3 separate regions of the Pan troglodytes genome follow, and regions 2 and 3 are each linked to region 1. Evidence: chromatin contacts called from public Hi-C data. All regions are on one chromosome and are shown on one strand. Each heading gives the region's core, a stretch centred on a gene start, on an enhancer-like site or on the middle of the called end of the contact. The rest is flanking DNA. Distances are from core to core; before and after follow the strand shown.

Evidence for each region. A called contact is a pair of places that touch in the nucleus more often than the background predicts.
Region 2: a contact with region 1 is called in a Hi-C map of induced pluripotent stem cells, with 3 times the contacts expected there. The contact joins the promoter of SKAP2 here to the promoter of HOXA1 in region 1. A contact is called at or near these places in 2 of 7 Hi-C or Micro-C datasets (both in induced pluripotent stem cells), 1 of 1 datasets of contacts at active chromatin or transcription factors (stem cell-derived excitatory neurons) and 1 of 1 other capture datasets (stem cell-derived neural stem cells).
Region 3: a contact with region 1 is called in a Hi-C map of induced pluripotent stem cells, with 4 times the contacts expected there. The contact joins the promoter of EVX1 here to the promoter of HOXA1 in region 1. A contact is called at or near these places in 2 of 7 Hi-C or Micro-C datasets (induced pluripotent stem cells and stem cell-derived neural progenitor cells).

Annotation. Positions count from the first base shown.
Region 1 is chr6:32,898,428-32,901,746 of NHGRI_mPanTro3-v2.0_pri, reverse strand. HOXA1 (homeobox A1) reads left to right here and starts at 1,534. Exons shown (of 3, transcript XM_063815279.1): 1 at 1,534-2,068; 2 at 2,272-2,366; 3 at 2,830-3,319. The coding sequence starts at 1,715. The coding sequence ends at 2,331. It overlaps LOC134810527 (a long non-coding RNA gene), which reads right to left and starts at 1,495. Exons shown (of 3, transcript XR_010158824.1): 1 at 1,239-1,495.
Region 2 is chr6:32,666,841-32,670,159 of NHGRI_mPanTro3-v2.0_pri, reverse strand. SKAP2 (src kinase associated phosphoprotein 2) reads left to right here and starts at 1,824. Exons shown (of 13, transcript XM_009452811.4): 1 at 1,824-2,273. The coding sequence starts at 2,207.
Region 3 is chr6:33,045,286-33,048,604 of NHGRI_mPanTro3-v2.0_pri, reverse strand. EVX1 (even-skipped homeobox 1) reads right to left here and starts at 1,762. Exons shown (of 3, transcript XM_009452825.4): 1 at 1,041-1,762. The coding sequence starts at 1,467. LOC104007140 (a long non-coding RNA gene) reads left to right here. Exons shown (of 3, transcript XR_001719151.4): 2 at 1,769-2,037; 3 at 2,496-3,319.

The DNA of each region.
Region 1 (3,319 bases), core at 285-2,784:
AGTAAAATTTATACAGCATTGCTTATAATTTATACAGCAAAGCTTCCTGGACAAGCTCTCGATTTCTCCTACCCAAGACTGCATCAATTCTTGGTCTCCGTTTGGCTTTTTCTCTCTACAAGCCCAGGGTTGACGTGAAACCTAATAGTAAACAACAATTTAACGACCTCAGCAGCCTCAGGGAAGTAGGGTGATGAGGAACAGGACCCCTGGCCTGGGATGACGCTCAGATTTGCATGTGTCTCTCTAGGGAAGGACTTGAAGGTTCTCATAAGCAACTACACAGCCAGTTGGAAAGGGGAGGAGGTGTCGTTGGGGTAAAGTGTCCCGTCCACCATCAGCCATTTGTCCACCGCCCCTCCCACCTGCCAGCCCCCACACCCACTCTAGACGTGCAGCAGAATGAGGAAGGTTATAAAAGGAAGCTCTCTCTCTCTTCTAACATTCCCCTCCAGAAAAAGAGGAACGCAACGAAGGGAGTTCAGCTACTATGTTGGAGCTGTGGACCGGCCCTGTGAGGCCCACGCGGGAGCGCGGAGGCTCCTGGGTCTCGGGGCGCCGGCAGATGGCCTGCAGCGCACGGCCCGGCCCCCACGCTGGCCACGTCCGCCAGCGTCATCTCTCTCTCCCCCGCCTCCTACCCCTAAAAATCCGGCGGTCGAGTAGCTCCGCATCCCGGAGGGCTCCCGGTGCAAAACTGAGTGGGAAAGAGAAAGGGGCGGAGAGCGACGAGAGAGGGAAGGTGGGGAAGAAGAGCCCGGCCGCCCCCGGCCTTTTCCGGCGAGCTCTGAGTTTCCAGGGCTCATCCGCCCCTCCAAGTCGAATTACAGAAACTCCTCATTGCCATGCTAATGACGAGAGGGGCTGTGGGGAGAGGGTTTCGAAGACCCTCCTGGAAGAAGGGAAGTTTCTTTTCTTGCCCTCGTCTCCTTCACGCCCACCCAAGTTCCTCCCAGCCAGCCCTCTGCGCTCTTCCCCCTCCATTCCGAGCTTGAAGGGCCGGTGGCCCAGCCTCGCCCTCCACCACGGTTCTATGCGCTCCTCACAGCCCCACGGTCTCCCAGCCCAGCCTCAGAACAGAGGAGGTGACCTGGGAACCCGGGGCGCGGTGTCAGCCGGATTCCCCGCCTTCCGGCTGGGCGCGCTGCGGGCTGGGCCGGCGTACTTGCGGCCACCCGGCGAGCTCTGGCCCACTGATTCCCGCCCCGAGAGAGCCGGGAGCCCTCTTCCCTTCTCACCTCTCGCCAGTTCATCTTTCATTGCACGGTGGGGAGGGGGCGGGAGCGGGGGACGCCTCCCAGCCCCCACCTCCCGGAGGCCTGGCGGGGCGGGCAGCGGAGTCGGGCGCGCGCAGAAGGCAGCTTTTGCTCTTCTTCGTTCCAGCACTCCAAATCGGCCTTTGCAGTCGCCGCAGCAGCTGCCGCCGCCTAGGCTGCCTGGGGGGGCGACTGCGCGTCACCTAGACGGCGGAGCGCCGGGGATTTAAATGCCACTGAAACGGTGATCCATCACTGCGGAAGCCGGCAAACTTTTGCAGGAGGCTCAGCCATTGGCTGACACCGTCACGTGCCCCTCCTCCAGCGTCCTCCGCCCTCCCGCCCCCCCTCTTGCGCACTGTACATTCATATCATTTTTCTTCTCCGGCCCCATGGAGGAAGTGAGAAAGTTGGCACAGTCACGCCGGGCTTCGCAGGACCAGGTCACTCAGTGACAGATGGACAATGCAAGAATGAACTCCTTCCTGGAATACCCCATACTTAGCAGTGGCGACTCGGGGACCTGCCCAGCCCGAGCCTACCCCTCGGACCATGGGATTACAACTTTCCAGTCGTGCGCGGTCAGTGCCAACAGTTGCGGCGGCGACGACCGCTTCCTAATGGGCAGGGGGGTGCAGATCGGTTCGCCCCACCACCACCACCACCACCACCATCACCACCCCCAGCCGGCTACCTACCAGACTTCCGGGAACCTGGGGGTGTCCTACTCCCACTCGAGTTGTGGTCCAAGCTATGGCTCACAGAACTTCAGTGCGCCTTACAGCCCCTACGCGTTAAATCAGGAAGCAGACGTAAGTGGTGGGTACCCCCAGTGCGCTCCCGCTGTTTACTCTGGAAATCTCTCATCTTCCATGGTCCAGCATCACCACCACCACCAGGGTTATGCTGGGGGCGCGGTGGGCTCGCCTCAATACATTCACCACTCATATGGACAGGAGCACCAGAGCCTGGCCCTGGCTACGTATAATAACTCCTTGTCCCCTCTCCACGCCAGCCACCAAGAAGCCTGTCGCTCCCCTGCATCGGAGACATCTTCTCCAGCGCAGACTTTTGACTGGATGAAAGTCAAAAGAAACCCTCCCAAAACAGGTCAGTCCTGCTGGTTGGTGGATGCTCCTTGATTATTCTGGAAGGAGCTGGTATGCTTAATTTCCAAGGAAATTAATAATGATTTTTTTTTTAAGGCTTTTGTATCAGACTAGTGTTGTAGTGCATGGAGAGGGTGCCCAGAGGTGTTGGGGCAAAGAAGTCTCAGGGATTGGTGTGTTTTCAAGGATTTTATACATTTGGGAAATAGGAAGTATGTGGGGGTGGTTATTGTGACGGTAGTGTTCTGTTAATATCTTAAGGCTCCATTAATCACCGGTCTGACCATGCTAATGGTTTACATCAGGTTAACACTTTACACCTCATCACTCACCCTCCACAGCCCGATTTGTGCTGAGTTCTTGATCTTTTCTTTACCTGAGTGTTGCCATGAAGCGTGTGGGGAATCTCAAGTCGATTTTAAAATTTTTACATTTCCGTCTCATGGCTTCCCACTTTGCCCCAGGGAAAGTTGGAGAGTACGGCTACCTGGGTCAACCCAACGCGGTGCGCACCAACTTCACTACCAAGCAGCTCACGGAACTGGAGAAGGAGTTCCACTTCAACAAGTACCTGACGCGCGCCCGCAGGGTGGAGATCGCTGCATCCCTGCAGCTCAACGAGACCCAAGTGAAGATCTGGTTCCAGAACCGCCGAATGAAGCAAAAGAAACGTGAGAAGGAGGGTCTCTTGCCCATCTCTCCGGCCACCCCGCCAGGAAACGACGAGAAGGCCGAGGAATCCTCAGAGAAGTCCAGCTCTTCGCCCTGCGTTCCTTCCCCGGGGTCTTCTACCTCAGACACTCTGACTACCTCCCACTGAGGCGGCTCCAGCCCCAGACAACAGCCCAGGCATCTCCTTGGGCTGGGACTTCTTACCCAAAGCACATGCTTAGCTTATCTTTCTTTCCATTTACAGTCTCTTTCTTCCTTTCTAATCCTATCTGGGGAGCTCCT
Region 2 (3,319 bases), core at 575-3,074, 230 kb after region 1:
GCTGGAGTATAGTGGCGCAATCTTGGCTCACTGCAAGCTCTGCCTCCTGGGTTCACGCCATTCTCCTGCCTCAGCCTCCCGAGTAGCTGGGCCTACAGGCGCCTGCCACCACACCCGGCTAATTTTCTTTTTTTTTTGTATCTTTTTTTTAGTAGAGACGGGGTTTCACTGTGTTAGCCAGGATGGTCCCGATCTCCTGACCTCATGATCCGCCCGCCTCATCCTCCCAAAGTGCTAGGATTACAGGCATGAGCCACTGCACCTGGCCTTAGCTAGATCTTTTTGATAACTTGCTGCAGCTGCTTCACCAGCATTTGCTGCTTCACCTTACAATTTTATGCTCTGAAGATGGCTTATTTCCTTAAACATCATGAACCAACCTCTGCTAACTTCCAACTTTTCTTCTGCAGCTTCTTTACCTCTCAGCCTTCGTAGACTTGAAGAGAGTTAGGGCCTTGCACTCGATTAGGCGTTGGCTTAAGGGAATGTTATGTCTGGTTTGATCTTCTATCCAGAACATGAAAACGTTTCTTTACCAGCAATAAGCCTCCTTCACTTTCTTATCATTCGTGTGTTCACTGGAGTAGCATTTTTACTTTCCTTCAAGGACTTTTCCCTTGCATTCACTACCTGGCTGTTTGGTGCAAGAGCCCTAGCTTTTGGTCTGTCTCGGCTTTCAATATGCCTTCCTCACTAAGCTTAATCATTTCTAGCTTTTGATTTAAAGTAAGCTTTTGATTTAAAGTAAAATGATTCTTTTACTGGAACACTCAGAGGCCATCGTAGGGTTATTAATTGGCTTAATGTCAATATTGTTGTGTCTCAAGGAATGGGGAGGCCCAAGAGAGGGAGAGATATGGAGGAAGGTATAGGGTTGGTAGAGCAGTCAGAACACACACATTTGTGGATTACAGTCACTGTCTTATATGGGTGCTGTTTGTGATGTCCCAAAGTAATTATAATAGTAACTTCAAAGATCACCATAACATATACAATAATAATGAAAAAGTTTGAAATATTGTTAGAATCACCAAAATGTGACAGAGACATGAACTGAGCACATGCTTTTGGAAAAACGGCGCCCACAGATTTGCTTGATGCAGGGTTGCCACAAACCTTCAATTTGTTAAAAAATGCAGTATCTGGGAAGCACAAAGATGTTGCCTGTTAAAGGTTTTAAATAAGCCATTTTTTTTAAAAGAGAAAACTTTTAAGAAGCTTTACAGATAGAAGACGGTATTTGTTGACTAAATGGTCAAGTTGGAGTGAGCAGATTTTATAATTTTATTCTACTAACCACCACCAGCAATTTTATTTTTGATTCTTGTAGATGGACAGTGGTGCCAATGTCTATTCGGCCTTCTGTTTTTTTGTTTTGTTTTGTTTGTTTTTTCCTGCCAAAGGACGGTGCTTAGAACTTCCCATTCTTCCTTGTAGTGGGGAAAATCTGTCACCCCAAGGCTACGAATTAGGTAGAAAAGTAATGTAAGAGCCAATCACAATGCGCGCTCCGGAGCGGCTCCAGACTGGCTTCTCCCGGACGACTGGCGGAAGACGAGACTTCGTTACCTCCGTTCAATCGGACAAAGAAGGCCATAATAGTTTAGGACAAGAGAAAATTCCTTGTGGGTTAAACTGCGGTGGGACTGACTGTTACGCAGAAGGCGTAATCGCCAAACTTGTATACACTCTGTATCATGGATACATTATTTTCTGGAATCCTGGAGAAACGATCAGCAGTTGTGATGGCACCAGTACCGAAAATGGCTGTAAGGCGCTTCGGACGCTGGATCAGGTGACGCAGCATCAGGTGACGCAGCCTCAGTCCGCCCCCTTCCCACCAGTGGCTCCTCCTCCTGCTTCCCGGCGTAGCGGTGGGCGTGGCTTGCCCACAGGCTCTTTCTTCTGGGGCCGGGAAAACCGAGGAATACACATGCGTAGTTGGACCCCTCAGGCCCTTCGTGTCCCTTCCCACCCATCTCCCCGCCCCGGCCCTCTGGGCGGGGCTGGGCCGACAGTCCAGCTGCAGCTCGCTGGAGATTCAGTGACTTCCTTGTTGTGAGCCCCGGCCCGGCAGTGTCCCGACTCGTAGCCCCGCTGTTCTTATCCGGGCCGCTAGCCTGAGTCTAGGTCGCAGCCGCAGCCCGACCCCGTCGGTCACCTTTTCAGCGCAGGTCCTTTCCCCGCACGCCCTGCGCTCCCTAATATGCCCAACCCCAGCAGCACCTCCTCTCCCTACCCCCTCCCTGAGGAAATTAGGAACCTGTTGGCAGGTAAAGAGCGGGAAGGCGGCGATAATGCTGTTGGGGCGGGGGCGAGGGAACGGTGAGCCGGTGGGGACAGAAGCATTCAGAGCCCTTATCCTCCCTCCCCGCGCTTCCCACGTCTTCTAGCCAGTGGGGTCGGCACAGGGAGGAGAGGAGAGGGGTTGTTTTGTCTCAGAAAGGGAGTGGACGTGTGTGTTGAAATTTGGTGCGGGGATGGTGGCGAAGCCCTTTTTGGTGATCTACACAAATGGGATCAGGACGTTTCTATGTGCATTGTGAAGACGGTGTGTGTGTGTGTGTGTGTGTGTGTCAGAAGGGCGGGGGAGGAAAAGTGGAAGAGGGAGAGAGAATGATAATGATAATGAATGCTGCGTGAGCAGGCAGAAGGGAGCAGAAGTCAAATAAGTAGTTCTTGGGTGGTCTGGCCAATGGAGGTAGAGGATGTAGAGATGCAAAGAGCTGTCAGAGCCACAGGTGTTAGGGGTTATGGGGTGAAAGAGTTTGTCATTTCTAAAACTCCCATTTTTCTTAAACATTCAGCTCACTCACGTTTAAGACTTTTGAAGAAGGTCTGGTTCTCAAATGGCCACTTGTCACCAGCCTCAGTAATATACTAAAGCAAAAAAGGAAGGATATGTTAAAAGTTGTACTTCCTGTGTGACACGATGAAAGTACTTCATCTTTGTACCCTTATCTTCCCTTTTTCAGTTTTACATTACCATTTATAGGAACTTGTTTTAGGAGCTAAAAACGTGGTTCTTCAGTAGCATTATGAATCCACTACTAGTTCATTAATTTACTGGATACGGAGGTGTGTATGTTCACTAAGAACCAATAATTTATATTTCTGTACAAGGTAGAAAATATATGTTTTTAAGGTAGCACAAATCTTACCTATCTTAATGTTCTGGAATTTCAACCATCATTTATTTTGTCTTGTGTACGTCAGAATTCTGGAAACTGAATTTTGATTTTTAGTTTTAGATGTCTATAAAATATTTATCTCTCAGTATTGTTTATGAATAACTAGATTACAGATTGCTTATTCTAGC
Region 3 (3,319 bases), core at 513-3,012, 150 kb before region 1:
TCCAGGTTGTTCTGAGGGTTATGGGAAGGAGGCTGGGTGAAATCGGTGATAAGATAGTAAGGGGTAGGTGCAGGTATTCAACAAGGCGTTGGCTGCCAAGGCCAGGGGGTGGTCTTTCTTCCCCCCCCCCCAGGCTCTTTCCACTCACTCCTACAGTTCTGTGGAGGAGTGTCTGCTGGTGGGCTCCCCTCTCCTCCCCCCCACCAACCCGCGCCCAGTTTTCTACCCCCTTCTGGGGAGGTGATTGTTGGCACAGAGGGAAACTCCCTTCCGGGCTATCCACCCCCTTCCCATTAGCCTTTGGTGGGGAGGGGTTCTCCAGTTAAACCAGCCCCCCTTTGGGCCTACCTCTGAGAAGGGTGGGGCTCCAGCCCCCTGCAGCTCCTTTTCCTTTGGGTGGAGAAGTGGGACTAGGAAGGAAAGGGGAAGGGGGGAGGACCCGATCTCTGCCTTTTCAAATGCAACCGGAGACCAAAGGCAATTAGACCATTGGGACCATTTCCGACCTGGCGCCGCGAAGCCCGGGAAGTGACAAGGTAATTTGGACCTCTGACCGACGTGCAAACTGGTCGGAGGGCTGCAGCACCCGGGCTGCCCAAGTGGGCCGCAATTTTACGGTCCTTTATGGACTCCTGGCTTCCGCGCCTCCATGCCTCTTACACCCCGCCAGCCACAAACTGCCCGGATCGGCGTTTGATCTTGCCCTCGCCTGGGGAAAGTGTCTTCCCCGAGCAATTGAAGCATTCCCCGAGCAGTTGAAACACTGGGTGCTTGGGGTGAGCTTTGAATCCCCCAAGTCCAGGACTTGCATCCGCCCCCTCAGCACCCCTCACTCAAGGCACTGCTGTCACCCTCAGTCCCGCCAATGCCAGAACACAGTAGGAGACCCCCGCCAGAACGCAGATAGCAGAGAGAGTTGCTCAGGTGGGTCCCCCCAGCCATCCTGCCTTAGGGGAAGGGAGTGTCTTCCTCCTGGCCTGCGCCGAAGTGAAGGGTGGGCGCAGCGGGAGGCCCGGGGAGCGGAGGGGCGCGGTGGCTACCTTTGCTGTGCTGGTACTCGGCGTTCCCGGTGGCGCAGTCCGGGGTGCAGCTCACCTCGATTTCTTCATAGAAATCCGACTCGGTGTCCGAGCTACTGGGTTGCCCCTGGCCGGAGACGCTGTCGACTGAGGGGGCCGGGGGTCCTGGGCCGAGCATGGCCGCCCCATCTACCCGGGGCTCGGCGCCCGGCCCCGCCGCGCTGCCTGCGAGTCCATCTACCGGCTCCTCCTCCGGGCCTCCCCCGCCGCGCTCCCGGGTGGCCGGAGGGACGGCCCGAGGGCTCAGGCAACCACGGGGCACCATCTTCTCGGGCGGCTCCGGCAGCGGGCTGCCCACGGCTTCGGACAAATTTGAGACTCTCTTGCCAACCAGAGTGCCAAGCTGACCCCCATCCAGAAACACAACCATGTCCTTTCGGCTCTCCATCCCGGGGCTCTCCGGTGGGGGAGGGGAAAGCCCCAAGTGAGTTCCTAACCCCGGCTCCCTGGGTCTCCAGCGGCCGGACGGATCTTGGTTGCAAGAGGGAGAAAGAGAGGCCGGGTGCCTGGGAGGGCGCGGAGCTGCTGGAGCGCGGTCTGGACCGCGACCGCGACCGCGGCGGTGGCGGTGGGGAGCTAGGGTCACCTTGTGAAGCGAGCGCTCCTCTGTGCCGCACCGCCTCTGGGAGGAAGCCCCATTGCCCTCTTCTTTCTAAGCTGTCATCCTCCTGCTGCAATCGTCATTACAGTACCGCTGGTGACGCCACTCGGCGAGCGCAAGTGGATAAATAGAAACGTCTGCCACAGCGAAGATGAAAGGAAACCCGCAGCTAATGGCTCGGCAGTGATGCGCCAGGTGTGGGCCTCGCTCGATTGGGGAGGAGAGTGTGAAAACAGACAGAGAGACACACACACTGAGAGAGGGAGACACCCAGGCAGAGGGGATGCAAATGGAATGCCGCAGAAAGAAAAGAGAGCTTAACGCGCGCGGCGAGTTCCGCAGGGGCAGCGGGACTAGGTAATTAAATAAGCTTTTGATTTTTTCTTTTATTGTTGTTTTGACTTTTGTTTTCTTAACTTGGTGCCTTGATCTAACACCGATGAAAGAATCCATAACTGCATTTTAGAAGTGTGAAGCCCGGCTTACAAGCCTCAATTCTGTCGGCATTATTACAAGTGTCTGCCCCTGGCAGCTAACCTCAAACTGGCTGAAAAGTCTTTTTACAAGCTACGGAAAAATGTATTCCCCCGCCCCAAGTTGACTGGAGAGCTTGAGGCTGGGCCATCTTTTCCTCTCTTCTCCTCCCTCTCCCTACCCACCTCTGTCTCCTTACTCCTGGGAACCAAACTTTGCTATTTTTCTTCCCCAAGGGGCAAGAAATAAATACCTTATTATTTTTTTTTTAATTTAAAGACCCGCCTTGGCTTCTGTAAGAGTGTGTGCTGATTTCTTTTAAATACCTCCTTCCCATCTAGATGGCCTTAAGTTTTCCACAGCCTGGCTTCATCTTGAGATGGCTATTCGTACAAGAAGTCGCTTTCCCGTTTGCCTGGACCTCGCCTGCACTCCAGGTATGTTGGGTGGGGAGAGTTTCTAAGAGTTGTCTTTTTTTTTCCTTGCCCATATTTTAAAGTATTCGTTCAGAATCAACGAATTCTCCTGGAAAGAGATTTTTCGAATGAAGAGGCGCCAGGAATGCGGCCCCTGCTGTGGCAGTACTGGAGGCCCCTACCTGGGAGAAGGCAGTAGCTTTCACCGCGCTATTTTGGGCAGGGATTCAGCCTCCCTGAGTACAAAAAGGTTGGGGTTCATAGAGGTTTGACTCATAAGGTCCTCTCCCAAGTCCCTGCCTAGGGGCAGTGGTACCTGTCTCCAAAAGTGGATGGCGTTTGAGGTAGAAGAGAGTGAAGTCGCTGAAAATGCCCTAAAACAGCAAGTAAGTAGGGGCTCTGATGAAGGGCTGGAGGTGGGAGCAGGGGTTGTTGAACTTGATATCTGGGAGCTGCCATAGGCCTCTCTTGGCTCCTCTCCCAGGGAAGAAGCTGGTATAAAACTCCTTCAAACTTACCCTTTTTGAGCTCCAAGCAAGTGTGCTGGGGCCAGGTGGGTGGGCTGAGTCATTCCCCACATTGCTGAGGGCAGGAGGTGGGCACCTTCTATGCTCAACCCCCCTTTCTCCGCCTCCTCCCGAAGAGCTTCTAGCCCTAGGCAGCCAGCTGCAAAGGGCAGCCCAGCACCTCCCTCCTTTCTGTGTCCCTAGCAATGCCCCAGCTTTTACAGGTAAGTCCTCTTCCGTGAC